3 separate regions of the Mus musculus genome follow, and regions 1 and 2 are each linked to region 3. A link is a contact called in public HiChIP or PLAC-seq and capture Hi-C data. All regions are on one chromosome and are shown on one strand. Each heading gives the region's core, a stretch centred on a gene start, on an enhancer-like site or on the middle of the called end of the contact. The rest is flanking DNA. Distances are from core to core; before and after follow the strand shown. Region 1 overlaps Ints1 (integrator complex subunit 1). Region 2 holds the start of Ints1 (integrator complex subunit 1). Region 3 holds the start of Adap1 (ArfGAP with dual PH domains 1).

Region 1 (3,419 bases), core at 920-3,419, 430 kb after region 3:
AGACACTGACCAGGGGTAGGGAGCCGGCCGAACGCTCATCTGTGAAAGGTTAGTCAGGGTCAGGTGATGGCTGAACACTGAGGGCCCAGCCAGACCTGCAGACTCTATGGAAAGACCATGCCCATCCCAGAGGCACACTGGCCACTATCCAGGGTGCCACACTATGCTTAGTCTATGTGGTGGTCAGGACTGGAGGGTGGCAGTCAGGATGCGGGCCAGTTTAGGAGTGCATTCCCTCGCCTCTGCCCACAAGGTGCCACTCCACATGGGAGGCTTGTGTCTGTGCAGCATGTCCACTATGAAGGACCTTCTATGTGCCTTCAGGCAGCCCGAGACTACAGTCAATCTGGCCAACAGAGGCAGCAAAGGGTAGCGTCCCACCTGTGGAGCATGAGCCACCATCAGGCAAGTGAGGTAGGTGTAAGACCTTGACCTAAGGACCAACCTGCCCGGGCAGCACACGGGAAACATCCAGAAAGGTAATGTCTGAAGCAGAACCAAGCATTTCCATGAGGCGGCTCTGTTCAGTCAGCTTGGTCATGGCACCGTGCGCGTACACGCACGTGCGCATACACACACACACACACACAGAGGACAGATGAAGCTTCAGGGCTCAGCCACACCCACCAGGACCCTCCCTACAACCCCCCCCAAGAGCTCACCTGTCTGCTTACCTTCGCCTTCCTCATCCAGGCCTTGGTCAGTTCTCCCATCCCGGCTGGGCAGGCTGAGCCCTGCCAGTAAAGACTTCAACATCACCAGGTCACTGTTGTCAAAGGACAGGTCACTGTGGAGGAAGCACGGGTTCACTTCAGAGGAGGGCAGGCGGGGAAGAGTGCCAGGCAAGGAGAAGCAGCAGGGCAGGAAGGAGGGCCTGGGGTTAGGCAAGTGCAAAGAGAAATGGTAGGGAGGAGGGGTGAGTGAGGAGGAGTGAATAGGGAGGAGGGGTGAATGGGGAGGAGGGGTGAGTGAGGAGTGAATAGGGAGGAGGGGTGAGTGAGGAGTGAATGGGGAGGAGGGGTGAGTGAGGAGTGAATAGGGAGGGGTGAGGAGGAGTGAATGGGGAGGAGGGGTGAGTGAGGAGGAGTGAATAGGGAGGAGGGGTGAGGAGGAGTGAATGGGGAAGAGAGGTGAGTGAGGAGGAGTGAATGGGGAGGAGGGGTAAGGAGGAGCAAGTGGGGATGAAGCTGAAGGCTGCAATTCAGACCAGAACATTCACTGTCTGGACTGCCCCTCCTGGCTCCAGTGTGGGGCCACTGGCCAGCCTGGGCAGGTGTGGGGACTCACTGGAGGGGCTCTGCGTGCTTCTGCAGGAAGGCCACGGCTGCTGGTGCGCTGCAGCCCACGTACTTGTGGATGAACTGAACGAACTTGCTAATGAAGGGAGCCAGGTGGCGGGAGGACTTCCGGTAGTTCTGTAGAGAAGGCAGAACCACCAGAGGCTTCCTCAGACCCTCTACACCATACATGACCCCCATGACAGCCATGAGCACAGAGCTAGCCTGACTGGGGCCTGATGTTTTGTTTTTTATTGAACGAATGTTTTGCCTGAATGTATGTCTGTATGTCTGTGCACTACATGGGTGTCTGGTGTCCTGGAACTAGAGTTTCTCATGCTTGTGAGCCACCATGTGGGTGGTGGGACCCAAACCAGGGTCTTCCTTTGCGAGAGCAGCTAACGCTCTCTAATCTCTAAGCCCTCCTTCCAGCCCCTGAGTCAGACCCTGATATTGCCTCAATATTATAGCCAAGGCTGGTGCAGAACTTACAATTCTCCTGCCTCAGCTACCCTCGTGCTGATTGCAGGTGTGCTACTCTGACACCTGGCTGGCCTGGCTTTTGTTTTCATAATATTATGTATATACTAGGCATATGACACCAACAAATAGCACCCATGGGACTTGAATGTGGATTCCCCAGGCAGGGGATACTGGGGCTTAGGAGCCTCAGTGAAGAGCTGGTCTTCAGACAGTGGAGACAGAAGCCACTGGGCAGTGGCCTGGCTTTGGCCCTGGCTCCAGGCTGTCCTGTAGGAGCAGAAGGGAGTCAGGCAAGGACAGGAGGGGCCATGGGAGGATGTACGGCTGAGGAATGTGGGGGACAGTCTGCCTGGCACCCACCAGGAGCAGGCGGATAAAGGATCGCAGGCAGTCCCAAAGCGCCCCCTGGTGTTCGCTCTGGAACACACGCGGCTGCAGCAGCTCCAGGATGCCCAGCACATGCAGGAAGAAGGCCAGGTGGTTCTGCTGCCGGAACTCCTGGAAGTTCAGATGAGTGCGGCCGTGCAGGAGGGCTGCGATCATGGGCAGGTGCCTGGGCAGAGCAGAAGAATGTCCCTGGTTACACCTTCCCCCGAGTCACCCAGCACCACAGGCTGTGACAGCACGCACCTCAGCAGCAGGACGGGGTGGGCCACAGCCAGCTTCCGGCAGGCCATGTTGGCGTCAGCCACTCTGCTCTCAGAAGACCGGGAGTCGCTGGTGTCTGCCAGGAGCGTGATGAAGCGATGGACGAGGCCGTCCAGCTAGGGGGAGGGGAGACTACTTGCCTATACACCGTCTGAACTCCCCCTACCCCCTCATGGCCCAGGACATCACGCAGCAGCAGACACACGCTCAGCACGGACACTCTAGCGATCACACCAAAGGCAGGAGCTCATGTGGCCCCTCACACAAAACTCCAGAGGACGCAAGCTGGTCTGCCCTGCTGAGGCACAGTGGAGCTGGCCAGAATGGGTAGGAGGTGGAGACCTCTGGGGTACTCTGGGGTGACAGTGCACGACCCTCGTGATGGAGGCCATGGCCCCATATTGTCCACATGACACACATGTGCTGACTCCTGTCTGCCCACAACCTGGGTACAGAAAGGGGAAGGGGCATCCCTCTGCCCCAAGCTGCATCCAGAGGAAGAGCCTAGCACAGTAAGGTCTAGCTCTGGTGAGGTGAGCTAAGGTGAGACTGATGGCACCCCCACTCCAGGCTCTATGGGGACTATGCCCCTCACCTTGTGGTGAGGTTGATGGTGCAGCCCCCCCCCCGCACCCCATCCTCCAGCCCCCACCCCCTGCTCTGTGGAGACTGTGTCCCTCACCTTGCAGATGCTGCTGCTGGTGGCACCTTCACTTTGCAGCAGGACCTCGGGCACTGGCACCCGGACCTCTGGCCGCTGCAGGTACAGTTGCAACAGCAAGTCTCGGCAGCGCTGGCCCAGCACACTGGAAAGAGCAGAGGGGAGAGGGACTGGGTCACTGGGATGGTGTGGCCAGGGGAGGGACATGTACTGAAGGAGCCACTCCCAGGTGACACAGCAGCCATCTATGGCAAGGGGACACAGTGGGGACTCAGGTACCTGTCCCCCCATTGCTGGATGCAGCTGGTCAGGTGCTCGGTCACTTTTCCAATGCTCTCATCATTGCTACG
Region 2 (3,972 bases), core at 1,158-3,657, 450 kb after region 3:
GGCAGGGGCTCTACCACTGAGCCACACCCCAGCCCCTCACTGGGGGATTCTAGGCAGGGGCTCTACCACTGAATTATATCCATATCCCTCAATTTACTTTTTTACTGTCATACAGGGTCAAGTTAAGAAGTGGCCAAGGCTCACCTTGAACTTTTCATCTGCCTGCCTCAGTCTCCTAAGCAGCTGAGGTAACAGGCACCCTCTGAGCCTTTCAAATGACATCTCAGTACCAAGGGACAACGTAGCTTCATGAGATACAGCTTCATTAAAGGCTAGAGGACAGGATGCTTGTCCTTTTTGGCTCTCAGGAAGGAGTCCCTTAGAAAGGCTCGGAGCAGACACGCAGACAGTGGCGTCTGCTACTGGAATGTTAGGTGCTCAGAGGCTGGCACATAGCTAGCGGGTGACAGGTCTATGCTAAGGCATCATGGAGCTGCTATGAGTCACTGAGGGGCTCTGGGCTGTAGAGTTCAGTGGTTACAACACTTGCCTTGTGTGCATCTGGACCTAGGCTCAATCCTGGCACTGTCAAAGAAGTCATGGGATAAATGACAAGAAGGAGGAGAAGGTCAGACCCCTGCACAACTTCAGGGACACTCGTCTCTCCTCTGAGGTCTCTTTGGTACTTGGGGGACCTATTTTCTACCTGGAAAATGGCACCAAAATGCTCCCTGTCCTGGAGGCAAAGACAGTGAGCAAAGAATCCCCTTCCACTGGAGGACCGGGCTAGAACCACTTAGATGCCACCACAGCCTGCGCACCTGTCCCAGCACGGTTCAGAACAGTGCTGTCACAACCAGGGGCAGGCTGTACACAGGCCAGATAAATGATGGAACGAGGAACCAGGAGCACTGTGGGAATGGGAGGTGCATCTGTTCACAATGCCAGGCAGCGAGCCCACAGGAAGCCAAGACCCCACTACGCTAACAGAACCAGGCTGGAAGTGGCTCCCACGGGCACTGGGCAGATGGACAGGATGAAGGAATCTCTCTGGGGAAGTTGGCAGTCTGATCTTACCTTCAATGGGCACCACAGATGGCTCCTTAATCGATGGAGAAATGGCTCGCTTCTCTGCAACTGCGGCTTCAGCCAGACGTCCCAGGGCGCTCAGTGGGGGAGTGGAGGACAGTTTGGGGCGCTTAGTGAGGCCGGTCAGCGCAGAGGTCCCAGACAGAGAAGCTGAAGCATCTCTCTTGCGCTCTGAGGGTAGCCCAGAAGGGGCTGGCTTCAGCAGGGTGGACGTTGTCTTTGATTCACTGGCCTGACCCTTGGACCCCAGAGCAATAAAGTCCCCAGGGGGAGGGTGCCCTGCAGAGGAACAGAAAACCCACACCTGTGATACCCAATCTCAGAGTGGGCCCCCAAGAGACAAAAGTAAAGCCTGAGGTTGTCCAACCACCCTGGCAGAGCAAGCGATGGCTGACGCTGATCCAGTGCTGACTAGAAACTAAGCCATCTGTAACTCATAAGCACTGTCTACTTAATTCTCACCGGGCTTCTTCAAAAGTTATGACCCTCGTTTTACAAATAAAGACACAGAAGTTAGGCAGGGGACTGGTGGCACATGCCTTTAATCCCAGCACTTGGGAGGCAGAGGCAGGAGGATTTCTGAGTTCAAGGCCAGCCTGGTCTACAGAGTGAGTTCCAGGTCAGCCAGGGCTACACAGAGAAACCCTGTCTCGAAAAAACCAAAACAAAACAAGACAAAACAAAATAGACAGAAGTTAAGTAATGTGCCAGTGTCACACAGTTAGCAAGAAGAAACTTTAGGACCCCAGTCTAGATTATCCGGCTTCAGAGACTGTGATTCTGGTCCAGGTACCCTGTCCTTGCCAGATGCTCAGCAGGACAAGGATGCCCTTGTCCTTTAGGAGCCCCTCAGGACAGCAATGTATGCAGGAAGCCTGGGTTGGATGACCGTTGTCCTGCTGTGTTGGATGCCCACGCTCTCCCAACAGTCCCAAGTTAACTATGTCCCGTAGGAACCCCTTCAGTGGCCATGCCGGCCTTCATGGAACCCATTCATTGACCGTCTCGAGGTCGCCGCGCGCAGGGACGCACCTGAGGGCTTGGCGGCCGCGCTGGGTCTCCGTACGGTGGTGGGCTTGGCTCGATTCATCCTCCCCGCGGCCCGGGCGCCCCTAGAGGAAGCGCCTTCACCTGGGAGGAGGCGGCGGGAGTCACTCGCTCGCTCAGTCATTCATCCCTCGCACCGGGGCCACTGGACCGAGTGCCCAGGGCCGCCTACCGGGGTCACAGAAAGGGGCCAAGTGCGGCACACACGCGGCCGACTGCGGAGACGGATGTCACCGCAGGGAGCGGACTTCACCTGGGTGCAAAGGCCCCTCACCTCCGGTGCAGCACTCTGCAGACCCGAGACACGGGCGCTCCGGAAGTGCAAACTGATCTGCGAGCCTTCCGAGCGCTGATTTCTCACATAACCGGAAGTAAAACAAACCCGAAGGCGAGGAAGAGAGGAGAGAGGCAGGCAGAGCCTACTAGTGTTTGCACCGCCCTCTGGCGGCCGGAGGCTGGATGGACCTATGCCTGTCTGAAAGCTGGGCTTGTTGGGCATAAACTGTTCCCTCTTACGGTTTTGGAGCTAAATCTGATCCTAGCTCAAGAAGTCAAAATCCAGCCGGTCGGTGGTGGCGCACGCCTTTAATCCCAGCATTTGGGAAGCAGAGGCAGGCGGATTTCTGAGTTCGAGGACAGCCAGGGCTATACAGAGAAACCCTTTCTCAAAAAACAACAACAACAAAAAAGTCAAAATCCTACTTTCATATTGATACATGCTCTAAAATGTTGAAGGCCTCTGTCAATGGCCTCTGGATTCACCTGATTTGGGTACCTCTGTCAATGGCCTCTGGATTCACCTGATTTGGGTACCTCCCTCTCCATGGAGACCTCTACATGGAGCTATCAGGATAGGTACTGCAGGTCTCCTCTAAGGAAGTCCCAGATAGATTGTCCAGCTGCTGGGACAAAGACAAAATTCCAGACATGGTCCCGAGACCATGTTTGTGTGTGTGTACATGTATGTGTGTATACATATATATGTATGTGTGTTTATGTATGTGTGTGAATGTCTGAGTGTATCTATACACATATAGACAGACAGATAGACATTCCAAGGTCATAGAATTAGGATTGGGAGCCCAAGACCCTCAAGCGCCCTTAATGGATTGTCCCCATGATGGCCAGCCTCCTTGGTGCCAGCAAGCCCAGAGCTATATAGTAAACATTTGTGGGCTGAATAAAGGATGTGTTTGAACATTGTGGCACAAAGGGAGCTTCAGGCAGAGAGCTGGTTTTCAGCCCCAGGAGCGCACCTCCCATACCTGTCAGTGCCTGCAGTTCAGGGTCTTTCTTACTGTGATGCCAGGGCTACAATAACAGTATGTCAGGGTAAGCAGGATGGGTCAGTAGGTGAAAGAGCTTGCTGAGCCAACTCTACAAATTTGTCCTCTGACTTACACGTGTGCTGTGGTGTGCATGGCTGTACATTCACATCATGCACACTCATACCCACAATAACAATAGATAAAATTTAGATTTTAAAAAGGGATGAGTTGTCACAGTGTGGTCACACACACCTTTAATCCCAGCACTCAGGAGGCAGAGGCAGGTGAATCTCCGTGAGTTCCAGGACAGCTGGAGCCACATAGACAGACTCTGACCCAAAACAAAAGCAAAATCAAACAAAATGGCGGGGAGTCTGTTTACTCCAGTAGATCCTAACCCAGTGACAGTGGAACCCAGCTCAGCCTGAGCCCTGCTGAGGACCCTTTGGGGAAGGTTGGGCAGCGTCCCCCAGAACCTATGTAGGATGCTGGCAAACCACACTGAGCAGACCTGCAGCTGCTGTGGTCTAACTGCCCCAGTGGCAGGAAGCAGCTGTCCCCATCTGCCAGCCTGAGCCTCATACTGCTGTGCCTGGTGGTGGACAGTGTCCCCGGGGCTCTGTGGCTC
Region 3 (3,575 bases), core at 380-2,879:
GACATTACATAGGTGAATGGTGTAGGGTGGTTCCTATTGAGCCTTCTGGAAGCCCCTTCTTCCTCCTGCTCAGGCCAGGAGGTCTAGGGAAAGTAAAAGCTGTTCTGGCTGGGTGGCCAAGGAATACGAGGTTAGGCCAGCTTCTCTCGTGGGGTTTGCTGCCCCCCCCCCACAAGTCAGGCTTGGAAGCTGGGCAACCCATCAGCCCTCCTTACAGGGGACTCCAGCATAGCCAGCTTTCCTAAACAAGTTGAAAGGCAGGTCTGAGAGAGGGAGGTGGGGAGAGTCCACTGAGCCAGGCCAGCTGGCAGCAGTACCACATAGCACCAGGGAGGCACCACCCCGCTGCACCACCGTCAGGGCCCTGCGGTGCCCCAAGAGACCAGGAAAGGGCTACTTCATCTTGCCTACTTCCCACTGAAGCTTGGTCAATGTCTCCTCCCAGGGACACCAGGGCCCCTGGGGTGGCATGCACTTACTATTGGCTAGCAGATTCTCAGCCTCAGGCTGGCACTCTTCAGCCCAGAGGCGGGGATGTGGGGGAGAGATGGGAAGGAGGTCCTATTTACAGACTGCAGGCTTTCCGCCTGCATCTCAGGGAGATAGAGTTAAGTCCCCAAGGAATTGATTCCTGGTATGTTCTGAGGGGTTCATGCTAGGGCCCCCTGATATCCCTGAAATGCCCTGTCCCCACCTGCATACCCAGATAGGATCGGCCTGGGAGGGCCAGCTCTCAGAGCCTGCCAGCTGGTCAGAGAACCCGGCCCTTTTTCCATAGCCAATCCTGAGCCCCTGTGTTCTGGCCCCTACAAATCCTTCCAAACCTGGAGCAACCAAGGGACAAAGTCTGGAAGATGTCTGACATATGCGTCTATGACTCCCACCTGTCCCCGACTGTCCTGATCCCAGAGAAGCTAGGTAGAGAGAGCCAAAGGCACATGGCCAGAATGTCCTCACAGGGCCACCCAAGGCTCTGCATCCTCCCCCAGCCTTGAGTCTGTACAAGACGGTGGCCCCAGGCAGGGATGCCATGACGTCATCTCCAGGTAGCTGGGAACCAGGTGGACCCCATACTCCCTGGCAGACACCCTGGGCTCACTGGCCGCTTTCCTTGCAAGCCAACCGCCCCTGCTGATTTCCTCTTTTTTTTTAATACCCCGAGACGCCAAGGTTTCGCAAGGCTGGGGAGGGGAGGCGGCTGCGGGTGACAGCGTGACACGCAGCCCGGCGGGGGAGGGGAGTCGGCGGCACAGGTCGCACGGAGCCCGCGAGGTGCCCTCCGGATGCTGCGCCTCACCACTGCCAGTCCCTGACGCCGGCAGGTGCACCCGGGCCGCGCCCCAACCCAGCCAGGACCCAGCGCGTGGCGCGTCCCCATCCCCCGCGCCCCCCACGCAGTCCTGTCCACCCGGCCGCACCCCGCGCCTCCGCCCGTCCCGCACCTACCCGGGGCTCCGCAGTCAGCGCAGCGCGTGTTCCCCGGCCGCGTCAGTAGCTCCAGCAGCGCCCGGCGCCGCTCCCCGGCCATGGCTGCGCGGCCACCGCGCCGTCCCGAGCACGCCCGCCCCGCTAGGGCCCCGCGCCGCGCGCCCGCCGCCCGCCTTGCGCCATCGCCACCGCTCAGCCCGCGCGCCGGCCCCGATCGTGTCGCCGCGCGGGGCCGCCCTGAGCGGAGCTGCGCGCGCGGGGACCGGGGAGTAACGCACGGCGCGCCCGGGACGGCGCGGCCCGCGGGCGGCCCCCAGCGGCGCGGACAGGGAGCGGCCTCTTGGAGAGCCCGGCCTCAACGGGTCCACCTGGGGCGGGGTCGCAGGGAACCCGCGCTGCGGAAGGATGGGCCACCCAACACGCAAGCGTGCCTGTTGGGTTGAAGCTGAGGTCGCGGGCAGCTCAGGCTAGCCCTACCTATGAATGACAAATTCCAGTACTAAAAGGATCGAAGGGCTCCACCCTCACACGTGTCCAAGTCTATAGTCTCATCTCCAAGAGATAGGACAAGAACTGGCCACACCCTTCCTGATCTCTGGCCCGCTCCCTCCCAGAGCCGGGTGTCTGCTTCTTTAACTGGCCCTAGCATTTCTTTTCAAATTCCATTTTCTCCATTATAAACGCAATAGTAGCCATTTAGAAGCCAATGGCCACACCCAACTGAGAAATGAAAGCCATCTCCAAAGCCTCCTGAGAGTCTACTCCTGCTAATATGTCACAGCCAGGGTGTTGGTTGCTCTATGATTTGGCCCCACAGTGTTCCCTGCCCCGCAAAGGCCCCTGGGTTAAGGGCACAGTCCCCACGGTGATGCTATAGTGTGGTCAGGGCTACTGGGAGGAAGTTAGGTTGTTGGGACCCTAGCCTCTTCGTTATGCTCTCTCTTGCTTCCTGGGGAGGAAGGGTCCGTTTTGTCCCACCACGTATGTCATGCTGCTTTACTGCACATTGTCTTTCTGAGTGTCTACTTTGATGTCATGAACGTTTGCAATCCTGGCCGACTCCACCTGGTGGCCCTCTGCTGAGGCTGTTGTCTTGCCAGGGGCATCTGTCCCTCCTGACCTGGCTGTCATGCCATTGCAGAACTTGTTTTGGGATCAGGAGACAGAACATGCAACCTGCCCCAATGCACATTTTGGAGGTCTTGAGGCCGGTGGCGCTGTAGGCTTGTTGTTTAACGGATCTAATGTTTTTCTCCTGAAGCCTACTGGAGCCTGGCTCCAGACCTGGCACACAGCAGGAGCTTGGAGAATGAAGCAAAATGCAGACTGCTGGGGGCTGGGGAAGTGGTTCAATGGATAGAGAGCTTACCCAGCATTCACCGAGCTGCGTATTGTGTCCTCGGCACCACAGAACCTAGGAGTACTGACGGATGCCTCTACTCTCAGTGCCCAGGAGGTCGAGGCAGGAGGATCCGCTGTTCAAGGCCATCCTCAGCTACACATCTAGTATGAGGAGAACAACCTGGACTATACGAGACCCAGTCTTTAAAAACAAACAAACAAACAAGCAACAAAAATACAGAATCAAGACAAAAATAGACTAATGGTAGTAGTTGTGTCCCAGGTCTCTAGTAATCCAGTCAGTCTCAGACTTGCAGCAATCCTGCCACCGTCTCTTGAGTGCTCAAATAACAAGCATGGAGTGCCACCTATGCTTTCTTATTCAACCCCCATTTTATAGTCAGGGAAACTGAGGCACACGTATGCATGACAGAACTAGAGTGACAGCAAACCCGAGAGACAAAGAGACACAGACCCCATCTCCCTAAAGAGAACAAATTGTCAGTGAGGAAGCTCCTTCCTGGGGCCAGACCGAGGCCTATCAAGGACAGCTCAAAGGCAGCAAGGCCTGAGCCTGCACCCTGCCGTCTCAGGCCTGTGTTGCTGCCAGCAAAGATGATTCACCCATCTGAGCTTTCCTCTTCTCTGCCCTTCCAGTCCTCTCCTCTGCTGTCCAGGTCTCGGCTGTAGACCCCAGCCCCAATACCCTAGCACTTCCCAGGCCTGGGTTGGGCATCTAACCAGAGGCCAGGCGTCTGCCTCCTCAGAGCATATGGCCACACTGGGTAGGAAGTGCCTCAGACGGC

The links. HiChIP or PLAC-seq counts read pairs in DNA pulled down with a chosen protein or histone mark. Capture Hi-C pulls out chosen DNA fragments and counts their contacts.
Region 1: an H3K4me3 HiChIP or PLAC-seq map of embryonic midbrain shows a contact between it and region 3, with 5 times the contacts expected there. The contact joins the enhancer-like site here to the promoter of Adap1 in region 3. A contact is called at or near these places in 2 of 39 promoter capture datasets (cranial neural crest and pre-B cells), 2 of 15 datasets of contacts at CTCF or cohesin (embryonic stem cells and large pre-B cells), 11 of 484 Hi-C or Micro-C datasets (B cells, the G1E-ER4 cell line, brown adipocytes and 5 more), 8 of 115 datasets of contacts at active chromatin or transcription factors (embryonic forebrain, embryonic hindbrain, embryonic midbrain and 3 more) and 2 of 9 other capture datasets (adipose tissue and embryonic stem cells).
Region 2: a capture Hi-C map of embryonic stem cells shows a contact between it and region 3, with 2.7 times the contacts expected there. The contact joins the promoter of Ints1 here to the promoter of Adap1 in region 3. A contact is called at or near these places in 6 of 115 datasets of contacts at active chromatin or transcription factors (embryonic forebrain, embryonic hindbrain, embryonic midbrain and 3 more) and 2 of 9 other capture datasets (adipose tissue and embryonic stem cells).

Annotation. Positions count from the first base shown.
Region 1 is chr5:139,752,787-139,756,205 of GRCm38.p6, forward strand. Ints1 (integrator complex subunit 1) reads right to left here. Exons shown (of 47, transcript NM_026748.2): 37 at 3,349-3,419; 38 at 3,091-3,214; 39 at 2,391-2,524; 40 at 2,121-2,313; 41 at 1,288-1,415; 42 at 675-787; 43 at 1-39. Among named protein-coding and RNA genes, the nearest start is that of Mir7037, 13 kb to the right of the region's middle. Within about 2 kb of position 2,170, at least 9 of the 459 cell types and tissues checked have an H3K27ac peak or open chromatin away from gene starts, as enhancers often do.
Region 2 is chr5:139,773,271-139,777,242 of GRCm38.p6, forward strand. It overlaps Ints1 (integrator complex subunit 1), which reads right to left and starts at 2,408. Exons shown (of 47, transcript NM_026748.2): 1 at 2,062-2,408; 2 at 1,018-1,308. The coding sequence starts at 2,200.
Region 3 is chr5:139,323,835-139,327,409 of GRCm38.p6, forward strand. Adap1 (ArfGAP with dual PH domains 1) reads right to left here and starts at 1,630. Exons shown (of 11, transcript NM_172723.4): 1 at 1,447-1,630. The coding sequence starts at 1,528.